Regions from separate parts of the Anas platyrhynchos genome. Here region 1 is linked to region 2. A link is a contact called in public Hi-C data. All regions are on one chromosome and are shown on one strand. Each heading gives the region's core, a stretch centred on a gene start, on an enhancer-like site or on the middle of the called end of the contact. The rest is flanking DNA. Distances are from core to core; before and after follow the strand shown.

Region 1 (6,373 bases), core at 3,008-5,507, 210 kb before region 2:
CTAAGTAGCTCATTCAGGGAGCACACTAGCACTTTTGCTACTCCTTACCATCTTTTGTCTTTCTCACTGGAAATGCAAAGCATTTTTTTTTTTTTTGTTAAATTGACTAAATTCTACTTGCAAAGCTTCTACATATGGCAAAAGATGCAAAAAAAAAAAAAAATGGGGACCTAGTAAGGGAATGTTATATCTAGTAGCATTTTTTTTGTTGTTGTTTTCTGTTAAAAAAAAAAAAGTGAAATTGCCATTCAGCCTTTTCTTTTTCAGCCAAACCTCAATACTCTTACATGTTTTTTACATTGATTCTTTTCATCCCAAGTTCATTGAGAGTTCACTCGTTTCAGTCTATCATCAATTGTTTGCTGGGATTCTTGGTAATAAGAGGCATGGAGTGAATATACTATTTTTCCTGTTTTTTTCTTTATCAAAGTGGACTGTTAACTGTTATCCAACACCATACGCTTAAAAAAAAGTGGAAAAACAACAACAAAAAATACCATACATGCATATACCAATACCTCTGAAAACAAGCAAGCAAAACAGTGCTCTCCACATCACTAGAAACTGGAGTTTCTTATTTCAGTTTACCTGCCAACAACTTCTAGTATTTTTGCATACTCTTCACTTGGATTTTTTAAAGCTTTCCTCCGTGTATTTATATTGTAAAAGAGATCTTCAACCTACAGAGAAGATTATCACAATTAAAAAACATTGAAGAAGTCTCCTCTCACTATATAATTAAGATAATTTTCGAATATATACTACAAAATTTTCTAAGAACATTTAAGTTTTTGAAGAATCCGCATTTGATTTTTTTCCTTACCTGCTTAGGTTTACCTAACAAGTTTAAACTCTAGAGAAATACATAGCTTTATATATTTTAGTACATTCGTTTTTTGTTTTGTTTTTAAAAAAAAACACCACCACCTGTACAAGTATTCACTTTTCAGTGAAAATTATATTCCTTCCATTGCTGACAACAATGGATTCCCTAATTAAATTGTTATCATGAACCACAAATAAACTTTAAAACAGCTGTTGCAATCAGGGCTATTAATGTTATTAAAACAACAACTTAAGTTGTTAATTTTCACTATTTATTGAAACAGCATGCAAGTTATTTTTCTTTTCTGTAGTGAGAAAAGCAGAATTTTGAAGTTTACTCTATGTTATCCTGTATAAAAACACAAACGTAAATCTACAGCTGATTCACACGCAAAGCCTGGAGGGCGCGTATTCCCACTGCAAGGCAAGCACACACCTGCAGACCCTTTGGCCGGGCTGGCTTCTACCTCCCACCCTAAACCTTGCAACACACATTGCTCTTTCTATTTTGAGCTCCCTGCTTTTCTTTATCACAGCCTTCTGTCTCATCCTGATCACATGCTAACATCTGCAGTCACATCATCTCACCACAAGACCAACTGAGGATCTGCCTGCCTGTCTCTCCCCAACTTTCCACTTTTGTGCAATATGCCCCACTTCTTCCCTTGCAATGCAACACATACCAGTAAGTGGTACAAACAAAGACCAGGGAACAGCAGGATAACATACAAAAAAACCTTACCATGATCTGTGTCCCTTGGTTTCCAGCACAGGGTTTTGGAGGGGCTTTAATTTTTCCATCACTGTAAGAAGCTCTAGGCAGAAAATAAAAATAAGTTGTCAGACAGTTGCCAGGATTGGGTGGAAGACAACAGAAACCAATCACCACACTTCTCCCAGAAAGAACTTGGATTGCTGTGAATTGGCTGCAGCTTCTTCCTTTCTGCTAGCAGAAAACTGGCTGTATTGACCTCAGGGCCCATCAAGGCCGCAGGAGAGTGGGAGTAACAGCAGAGAATGTGTAGTAGATAACAGAATAAGTACTTTGAGATTGTACTACTCAAGCTGTTCCTGTAATTGTAGGATTATTATATTGTAATAGTAGGATAATTGCAGCTTTCTTTAATAACTAGACCTGCATTAATAATAATTCTTCCACTAGACTTCACACTTCAGTTATACTAATAATAAATTACTGACTTTATACATAAGATGTGTTTCCTTTTGGGCCAATAACAGGATTTTGACCATAAAAGATTTCTGATCCATTTAGCTCTTTCTGAAATTCTGCATCTGCGTGACTTCCTAAGGACACATTTCTTTTGACCTCTTACATACCCTACATAATTAATAAAAGAAAGACCATCATCATACAGTCTTTTGAAAAAAAAGTCAAGATGTAAACTTTTTTCCTTCTTTTTCATAAAAATAGCTGAGACACTAATAAGCTTATTTTTGCTTATGTTTAGAGCTCAAGTCTTCAGGAGGATATTCAAAACCCTTTTTGGATAGCATCATGAAACAAAATGTTTCTGTGTTCAGAGACCTATGAAATTTGCAAGACTTGCAGGCTGTGTACATACATTTTATCCTGAAATGTGAAAGATAAAAGTTAACCCTACACTGCCTGCTGAAGTAGAATTCCTTTTAAAACTTCCCCCATGCACGTTTAAATTATATTGTTTAGGTAAAGCCTACCCTTACAGTCTGCAATAAAAATCATTCAAACTGTGTTTTCTTATATTCTGGGCCCTGTTTGGAACTGTCCTAGAAACAAAGCATTCAGTGTCCCCATTCCCACCAATAAGAGCACTGAAAAGAACATGAAACACATCTGTTTGTTATTATCTACAGCAGAAGTTACCTGGATCATAACTAGCATACCTGTATGCACACTTTGCATCAGCTGTTTTAGTTGTTACCGTAACATGGGCAACATGACTGATGCTAGCCAATGCCTAGAGAAAGAAAAAGCATCTTTGTAAACCTTGCTCTAGATGTCACTGATAGCTGAAGAAGCATACAAGCTCCAAAGAGCACCACAAAATTCTCATATACCATCTGCAAATAATTAATAAAAGCCCCTGTAAAAAAGTCACTGGGGTCAGTAAAGCCTTTATGACTTTCAGTACCTATAAAACCAGACTTTATCCAGAACTTTCTTTTGGCCTTAAGTACTGCATTTAGCAAAAAGTCTGTCATCATTGATTTACCATCCAGTCAAAACTTCCATTGCCTTTCACCTATACGTTCCTGAAGCAACGCTTGAAAAGACAGGTATTGTTTTACTTAAATAACCTCTTACTCCAGAAAGCAAAAAAGAATATATACCTCTCACTAGGAATCCATATATTCTTAAAAGACACATAAATATATTTTGAACTACATTCAGAAGGCAGATTCTCAGAAATCAGCATAGTTTTGTGAATGAGCAATTATGTGAATTCTGCACTACAGAAAGGCATCAATAAACAATTTCAAAACCTTGCTGAAGAGCTTACCTCACCCCTGAAACCGTATGTAGAAATACTAGACAAGTCTTCAAATTTTTGTAGTTTACTCGTAGTAAATCTCTCACATACAACGTTGAGATCTTCTTTCTATATAACAGGGATAAGAAAATAATAACAGCTATATTCTGTTCCCACTCTTTTCAAGATCAGAAACATTTATAGATCTACGTAAGTGTTAAGAGGTTATACAAGACATCAGCACAGAGCTGTTGGTACTCACTCTGATACCACAGCCGTTATCTTGGACTTGGATGAGCTTCAGACCACCTTCTTTAACTACTACCTGGATATTCGTAGATTTAGCATCCAAGCTGTGGAAAGCGAGAAAGCACAGTATAGAACAGCCATTCTAGAGAATAAATAGCTATCGAAAGTGGAATTTTAAATTGTTTTTATATAACTGATGTTTCTACTCTAGTTTTCAGACACATTGGAACTTCTGTTCCAAAGATGCGCTTGCCGCCTTCTTCCTTTTTCTTCTAGCAGCCATATGAACGATTCTAACCCACTATTCACAGCTCAGACACGGTTTCAGAAAGCCCAGAGAGCCAGGAGGGTGTCCAGCCCCGGAACGACCCCTTCTCCCACCGCTCAGCTGCTGCCCTCCACACGCCCGGCTCCTTCGACTAGCCTCAGCGCCCGGGCTGCAGCCCGAACCCGGAGAGTCCGCCCCTTCTGAGACACCGCAAGCGCCTCACCAGTTCTCTATCATCTCCTTGATGGCATTCGCCGGCCTCTGGATGACCTCGCCGGCCGCGATGCGGTTCACCACAGCTTCATCCAGCCGCCGGATCACGCCGGCCATCGCCGCCGCGACAGGAGCGGAGCCCGGCCCGCCACGAGAGGGGGAGGCAAGAAAATGGCGGCCGCCTCAGGGGCTTGGGACGTTGGAGGGAAACAGTCGCCCCCACGCCCGTTTGCGCCAATAGGCGGCGCGCCCCACAATTGGGTGAGGCAAGTGTCCATCACTCGGCCGCCCTCCCGCCCCGCGCGGCGATTGGCGGAGGGCTGGGGGACGGCCTCGTGGTGGCGGGGAGGGGAGGTCCGTCCTCACCTGTCTTCCTGTCTGGGATCATCGTTAATTGTAACGTGCTAACAGCGATCTGTAAAACAGTTTTCACTTTACAGAAAGAAAAAAATAAAAAATAAAAAAACATCCAGAGGAGTAAACTGAGACCAGTCCCCCCCTGCTCCTGACACCTGGCAATATGGTTGGCATAACCAACGCCATTTCATCACAGAATCATCTAGGTTGGAAGAGACCTCAAGATCACACAGTCCAACCTCTGACCTAACACTAACCAGTCCTCCACTAAACCATATCCCTAAGCTCTACATCTAAATGTCTTTTAAAGACCTCCAGGGATGGTGACTCCACCACTTCCCTGGGCAGCCCATTCCAATGCCTAACAACCCTCTCAGTAAAGAAGTTCTTCCTAACATCCAACCTAAACCTCCTCTGGTGCAACTCTAGCCCATTCCCCCTCGTCCTGTCATCAGGCATGTGGGAGAATAGCCCAACCTCCACCTCGCTTCGCTACAGCCTCCTCTAAGGTACCTGTAGAGAGCAATAAGGTCACCCCTGAGCCTCCTTTTCTCCAGACTGAACAATCCCAGCTCCTTCAGCCGCTCCTCATAGGACTTGTTCTCCAGACCCCTCACCAGCTTCATCGCCCTTTTCTAGACTCGCTCAAGCACCTCGATGTCCTTCTTGTAGCGAGGGGCCCAAAACAGAACACAGTAGTCGAGGTGCGGCCTCATCAGAGCCGAGTACAGGGGGACAATCACTTCCCTAGCCCTGCTGGCCACACTGTTTCTTATACAAGCCAGGATGCTGTTGGCCTTCTTGGCCACCTGAGCACACTGCTGGCTCATATTCAGCCAACTATCAACCAATACTCCCAAGTCCTTCTCTGCCAGGCAGCTTTCTAATCACTCATCTCCCAGCCTGTAGCTCTGCTTGGGGTTGTTGTGCCCCAGGTGCAGGACCCGGCACTTAGCCTCGTTGAACTTCATACAGTTAAATTCATGAAGCATGCAGCTGCTATCTGCCGGCAGGCTGATCACAAGTCACCCCTTCCACCTCTCTGCATGATTTTTGGAAGCACATGTGCCCACCAGCACTGTGAAAGCCCTGGGCATGGAGTCTCTAAGATATGGTGACACCCGTTACAAAGCAAGGGAGCAAAGCAGCATTTGAGATACCACCCGTCAAACCCAGCAGCTATCAGTGGAACTTAGGTCAGAATTGCTGCTGGGCAGCAAAACCTGTGACCCCCATGGCCAGGGGCACTGCCAACATCATCTTGTTTCCTCTGAGGATTGAGTAACTCATGTAATTTTATATGTATTCTGAATTTAGATCATGATTATTAAGAATTTGACCCAAGTGGCAGAGTGTCTAGGTGATCAAAAATCTTACGTAATAAAAAAGCCATGGTGATTGCTAAAAAATCTATCTAATAATGTAGGTCTAATTATAACCGCAACTAAGTGGCGTCCACATTCTACTCAGTATCCCTAAAGAACCTGCTTTAATTCTTTTAGTCCCCATAGCACAGGTGATGGTACACCATCACAGGTGTCACTTCAAACAAGGGGTTTTACAAGGTACCACATGCCTTGGCCAAAGGCATGAAGAAGACACAGTTCCTGCAAGAAACATGTGAAGCATGAAGCAAAGCCATTTTTTCTGGGTGTTGAGGGTTAAGAGTGTGAAACATGGAGTGGCTGTCTCTTGCTGTAAGGTGTCTTGCCTTGCAAGGAGGCCGGTAGTCCTGGGAATGGGATGGAAATATCTGGAGAGAGTCAACAGACTCCAAGATTGAATTTGAGCCAGATTCAGAAAGCAGGGAGGTGGTAGAAGCCCAGCCCCTCGCAGAAATTCAGGAGCAGCAGCAGCTGGCAGGCAGAGGGGTGCATATCACACGCATCTGTATTCCAAAAGAATACAAGGAAACAGATGTGGAATGATATTGTGTGTCGGTGTCCCACAATCAGATGGGAACACAACATCAGAACTGTTTCGCCAATGG
Region 2 (5,563 bases), core at 1,929-4,428:
TGAAATGAAAGGCTAGGTTCCTTTTTGCTGCCAAATTGTTTTATGATATTTTTATTACCCCAAAGTGTTTTTGTTTTGTTTTTCATCTCACTTCAATGAGGATTGAGTTAGAAACACTTATAGCTCCAATGTTGGCATTCTTCTCTCAGGTAGGATGTAAACAGCAGAATGATGCTGTTTTGGCCAGGAAATGGGGCCAAGCTTTTCTCAATCTGCTGATGGTCATAATGAAATGGTTCTGTGAATGTGTAAGTAAATTTTCCTTTCCATTAACACAGCCCTACTCACTATCTGGAACTGTTCAGTCTCCTGAAGAAACAGAAGATTGTATATTAGAAAAGCTGAAATTACCAAATTTATAACTCCATTCCAACACATTAATCATGTACTACTACAATAGGAACAAGGGATGGTGCATCAGCAAACTGAAAGTATGCATTGGTTTTGATATACAGTGAAGATATCCTCAGCCAAGCATCCCTAAAAAAGGAAGTGCATCTTCAGTTAGTTCAGAGCAAATGAAACTCACCTGAAAACTGCTTATTTTTTGTATGTTACAATATGCATTTAATGACATAGAAATATGGACCTCTGTGCTGTGTAAAATCAGTGTTCCATTGCTTTGCATTTTCATCTTCTTTTGGTAATTTCACACAATAAGGTGTGCTTCCAGTAACCATCTGCAATTCCACTGATAGGTCAGGCATACATGAGAGAACAAAGCCCAAAACACTTTCCAAGAACTATAATATTCAACAGCATAAAACTCCCATAAAATTATTCCAGCTTTAAGAGCAAAAGCATTACTTTTCATGAACCATGGGAACAATACAGTTCATATCTTGCAAGAAATAAAAACATTAGCAATGCCCTTTTGGCTTCCTTCTCATGTGACTTTGTATGTCAGTGAGTAATTCACTTTTTCAATACAGACCTATTACTAGAAAATACAAATGCATTAATACTCAAATTAACAGATAAAGGTGAGAGATGCAGTATGCTACCAGGATGCTAATGATTTTGGCTCTGCTATCTGAGATAATTCCAAGTCAATTCCAAACCTGTTCCCCTTTTATCTGTTATGTGTTATATCTTTTTGGATGTTATTGCACTTAAATATTAGTTTGTATGTTTTTTTTTTTTTTTTTTTTTTTTAGGTTATTATTGCTCCGAGAGATGCCTTGGAAGGTATTATTGATTAAAGATAATTTAACCAATCAATGTTATTATAAACAGTCTTTCACTCAGCTGGTTGACTCCTGCAGCTATTCATGATGAAATTCTGCTTTCATTTACAATGGCAACAAATAGATTCCATTGGTAAGAATGAAAATAATTCATTTCCCTAGACAAAGGACAATCAGATCATCAGATCATTATTCGGTTTATGAACATGTAGACAGTTTAATATGTTGATTTAAGTAATGCAATCACCTGTGTGCTTTGCAACACTGATTTACAGCACATACAGTCATTTAGCCATTTTCAGTGCAGGTGGATGTACAAGGGTAGTTGTGAGGAAGTAGGGCTGTTAAATAAAGATGGATAAATATAAATAAAATATAGTAAACATAAATAAAATAAAGAAAACGGTAAGTATGTCCAAATGTTGATAGGGCTTTTTTTTTTTTTTTTTTTTTTTTTTTTTTCCTTAAAAAAAATAGGTTTGTAGGCTTTTTTTTCGCTTTATATCTGTCACCAAACAATGGTCTTTGTCATCATTAGCAGTTCATGCTAAGCCTATGCTTTTAATTTTGATTATGTTTTGAAAAGTCTCTAATTAATTTCTTTAATTAATTTCCTAGTGATCTAAATATAGTGACTGGTAGTCAGATTTACAGTTGGCTTTGGCTGGGATTCCACTATAAACTATTAAATAAATGTTAGAAACTGTTTACAGACACCATTAAGAAAAATGGTGTGTTTCAGAAATGTGACTGAGAAACCTGTAATATGTAGTTTAGAAACTTTTCTAGGGGGAGCATATTATTATTTTTTTTTGGGTGGTGGTATTGATTTTATGCTATATTTTCATGCAGCTAAACTTTTCGGACTTATTTTTACTATTCATTTGATTAATCAAAGCCATCATTACTGTATTAACCTGATACAAATCCACAGTACAGCACCTGGTAGCTCAGCTGCTTAAAATATTTTTGAATCTGCTGTACAATGAACAGTGTTAAAACGAATTGTGCTAGCTTTAGCCCTTTTTAGAGCACCACTAAAGCTATGTGACACATATTGACGAGGTCAAGAATAAGTACTTTTAAATGACAGAGATGTGATTGAACTTCTGTAGCATTTTCCTGAATCTTGTGATACTTGTTAGCTGCCAGCAGCACCAAAGGGGTCTCGCACAGAGGCAACTGCCACCTATCGACAAAAGATGCGTACAATGCCAATGTTTGAAAACTGCAAAAAATGGCACCAGGCTGCCACCTGCTGCTGTGCAGAATTACTTCAACAAACACATTTGTGAGGCCACACCATCATTCCTCGACGAGCTGGCTCCAACAAAAGCGTGCCCATTGTGCAGCAGCGTGCTTTCCTCTAGGCATCCAAAAAGCGTTGCTCAGGATGATAGAAAGGGAAGTTCTGTCTGCTTGAAAACAGGCCACTTATAGGAACCTAAAAAGCTGTCTGGAGGGGATCTAGCATTCTGAAGTCTCAGCGTTGCTGGCTGAGGTATTTGATGGTTAATGTTCCTGCTTCCAGAAAGGGACCGTGAGCTGAAAACTCAGCTTCTGGTAAAAGAATCTGCCTGTCTCTTGCAGTCGGGCAGCATAATACTGGCCAGATCTCAAAACTCTGAACAACGAAAACATGAAGAAATTAAAACACGGTGTCCCGTAATTTTGGCAGCACAGGGTGATTTTTGGGTGCTGGCCTTCCCCCCGTGAGGGCCTTCATCTGATGTGAGAGGTGGAAGTTTTAGCGCCGGCCACAGAGGAAATCTCATTGCAAAGCCCAACAGCTTTCCACAGGTTACTGTGACTAAACCATCCCTCCCCGTCACAGTGGATAGCCCACATTGCTAAGCATAAAATAGTAAATAACACAGAGTGGGTAGAACTTGTATGAGGGATGACGGTTTGCTTTTCTTTTTTTTTTTTTTTTTGTTGTTGTTTTTTTTTGGGTTTGGAGTTTTTAACCCTTCTTTGTCCCGTCCCCCCGCGCCCCGCTACAGGGCGCAGCGCAACCGCTGGTCACGCGGGGCGCGGCTCAACCGCCACCGTGTGGGCGGTGCCCGCGCATGCGCCGCGCGCTACCCAGCCGCTGTGTGGGGCCGCGTCCGGCTCCTGGAGATGGGGGCCCGGCCCCGGGGTTTGGTGAGGGGAGAGAAGGGGGTGTGTGTCTGTGTGTTATTAATTACCGTAATTAGGATCGCATCGGTTCTTTCTTATAGGTGGTGCTCATAGTCGGTGTGTTGTTCCTGTTCTATGGCTGTACTGTCAGCTCGCCGCGAATGGTAGAGGCTGAACGTTTTCTAAGTAGCGCGTATTAAAGTCAAACAAATATTTTAAGGGTAATTGAGCGTCTGTACCGCCTGAACTCAGCTTGTAAGGGCTGCTGAGCCCTTAAATGCACAATGCGTGAATATCACAGTCATTTTCATGGGGACAGCGTGTAACTGGAATATCCTGCAAGTAATATAAATATTTTTTCCTCTGGCTTGGAGATGGTATTTGTCTGATCTCAGTATTAATTCAGGCCTTTGCTGCTTTATATTTTTCCGGTTGGTCTTGACTATGATCCTACAAAGCACTCAGAATGGACTTAGTTTGAAAAACAAATAGGTCTAGTGCATATATGAGTTTGCTGCTTGAAAAAATGTGACCTTATATCTGCAAATGCTGTGCTCCTATTGTGTGTGCTTCAGTTTAGCAAGGAAAAGAATAATTTAACTAGGAAACGTTTTTGATATATAATTCACCTGTTACTGTCCCTCAAAACAAATAATTTTTCTCCAAATTTTGCTGTTGTCACTGGGCTTAAAAGTTGAGGTTGTTTGTAACTCTTTTGAGTTACAAAGCGTAGTTTTATCGTATTTGTAAGCCTGCAAAGGAGAGGAGAGAATTGATATGTAAAGGTTTGAGCTGCATTGAAGTATAAATGTTTGTTATGAAACACATAGTTCTCGCTACAATAATTTACCATTGTTTCCAGTGCAAGGATGAGACAGTTATGTCCGTTTAGTACCAGAATGACGAGCTCAAGAGTGGGGGTGTTACGGTGCCTGATAACAACATGAACATTTAATTCAAATCTGCAACTTAAGAACAAAACTACAGATCTAGCCTTATCCTTTCCTATCACTTCTGTGTTACTGAAGCCAACGTTGGATTGCTCTTGCCTCTGGTTACCTTGTCTGGTGAGTATGAAACCTGATGAATTTTACTTATTTGTATAACGGTTGCATGCGGTTAGAATTTCTGTAGCCAACATTATGTCAGGCTCTTAAATGTAGTTTTATATTAGTTTTGAAATATATGAAATCACCTAAGAAGAGACTCTCCAGCGTGTTTCGAAACTGTAATGTAATTTACTGCAGGAATAATAGTGTAAAAAAATCACTCTTTCATTTCAAAATTGTATATATTTAGATCTTGTTTAGGTCCAGTTTTTATTTTTATTTATTTTTATGATTGTTTATGTTAGCATATGATGTAGAAAATCTTGGAAGACTTTCATATTCTGTAGAGTTTATTAATATTATAGAGACGTAGGCAGTCAGTTTTTATCAGTGTGCAGCAGTATTTGACTTTAACATAATATGAATTTATACTTGTAACTCAAAAGGGGAATTACTGTTTCTCCAAAAGAAATCAATCATGGCTGACGACTCTCAGAGAAACTTTCGCTCTGTGTATTATGAAAAAGTGGGATTTCGTGGAGTTGAAGAGAAGAAGTCACTGGAAATTTTGTTAAAAGATGACCGATTGGGCAAGTCAATTTCATTCTTTCCTCTGTTCATTTGGTGATTTAGCATCAGGTAGGGGAGGGTATAATGGATGCTTTGTAACAGCTGCGCTTAATACTCACTAAAGTTTTTCATCCTTTACCTTTAATCTCTCAGTTTGTACTAGCAGTCCTTTGAGTTTCAAGGAGTTGAGGATATAAATTGTAAAAACTATTAAGGATCTGTGCTTGCATGTTTTTTTCTCTCATTCTCTATGCTTAAGTGAAAACAATTAGTGAAAACGATTTTATCTGAAAATACATATCATGCTGTATACATAAATGCGTATTATGCTGTTAGTTCCGTCTAACCTCAAAATGATGATTTTATTATTGCTGTTGGTCTTTGAGGAATGCCTGTAATGGAATAAAAAGATAAAAGTTGTCCCTTTAACAGAGCGCTTAATTGCTTTGACTTAACAACATCGCAACAAAATGCCTATAAAAATGGTAGTTTCTTCCTAGTGAAAGCTGGGGCAGCTATAGTTTTGTTGTAAATCAAGCTAATGTACATTATTTTCCAGAATAAATACTGTTAGTTTATATAGCGCATTCTATTCCCAACTGAAGTGGTGAAAGCATTTGTAAGTAACGAATCATG

Evidence for each region. A called contact is a pair of places that touch in the nucleus more often than the background predicts.
Region 1: a Hi-C map of subcutaneous adipose tissue shows a contact between it and region 2, with 1.6 times the contacts expected there. The contact joins the promoter of MLH1 here to the promoter of TBC1D7 in region 2. A contact is called at or near these places in 3 of 8 Hi-C or Micro-C datasets (liver, skeletal muscle and subcutaneous adipose tissue).

Annotation. Positions count from the first base shown.
Region 1 is chr2:95,558,578-95,564,950 of IASCAAS_PekinDuck_T2T, reverse strand. It overlaps MLH1 (mutL homolog 1), which reads right to left and starts at 4,257. Exons shown (of 20, transcript XR_011806813.1): 1 at 4,037-4,257; 2 at 3,559-3,649; 3 at 3,327-3,425; 4 at 2,710-2,783; 5 at 1,568-1,640; 6 at 589-680.
Region 2 is chr2:95,351,028-95,356,590 of IASCAAS_PekinDuck_T2T, reverse strand. It overlaps TBC1D7 (TBC1 domain family member 7), which reads left to right and starts at 3,178. Exons shown (of 10, transcript XM_013103895.5): 1 at 3,178-3,332; 2 at 4,171-4,375; 3 at 4,827-4,947. The coding sequence starts at 4,836. It overlaps LOC119716084 (a long non-coding RNA gene), which reads left to right. Exons shown (of 3, transcript XR_005263767.2): 3 at 1,158-2,645.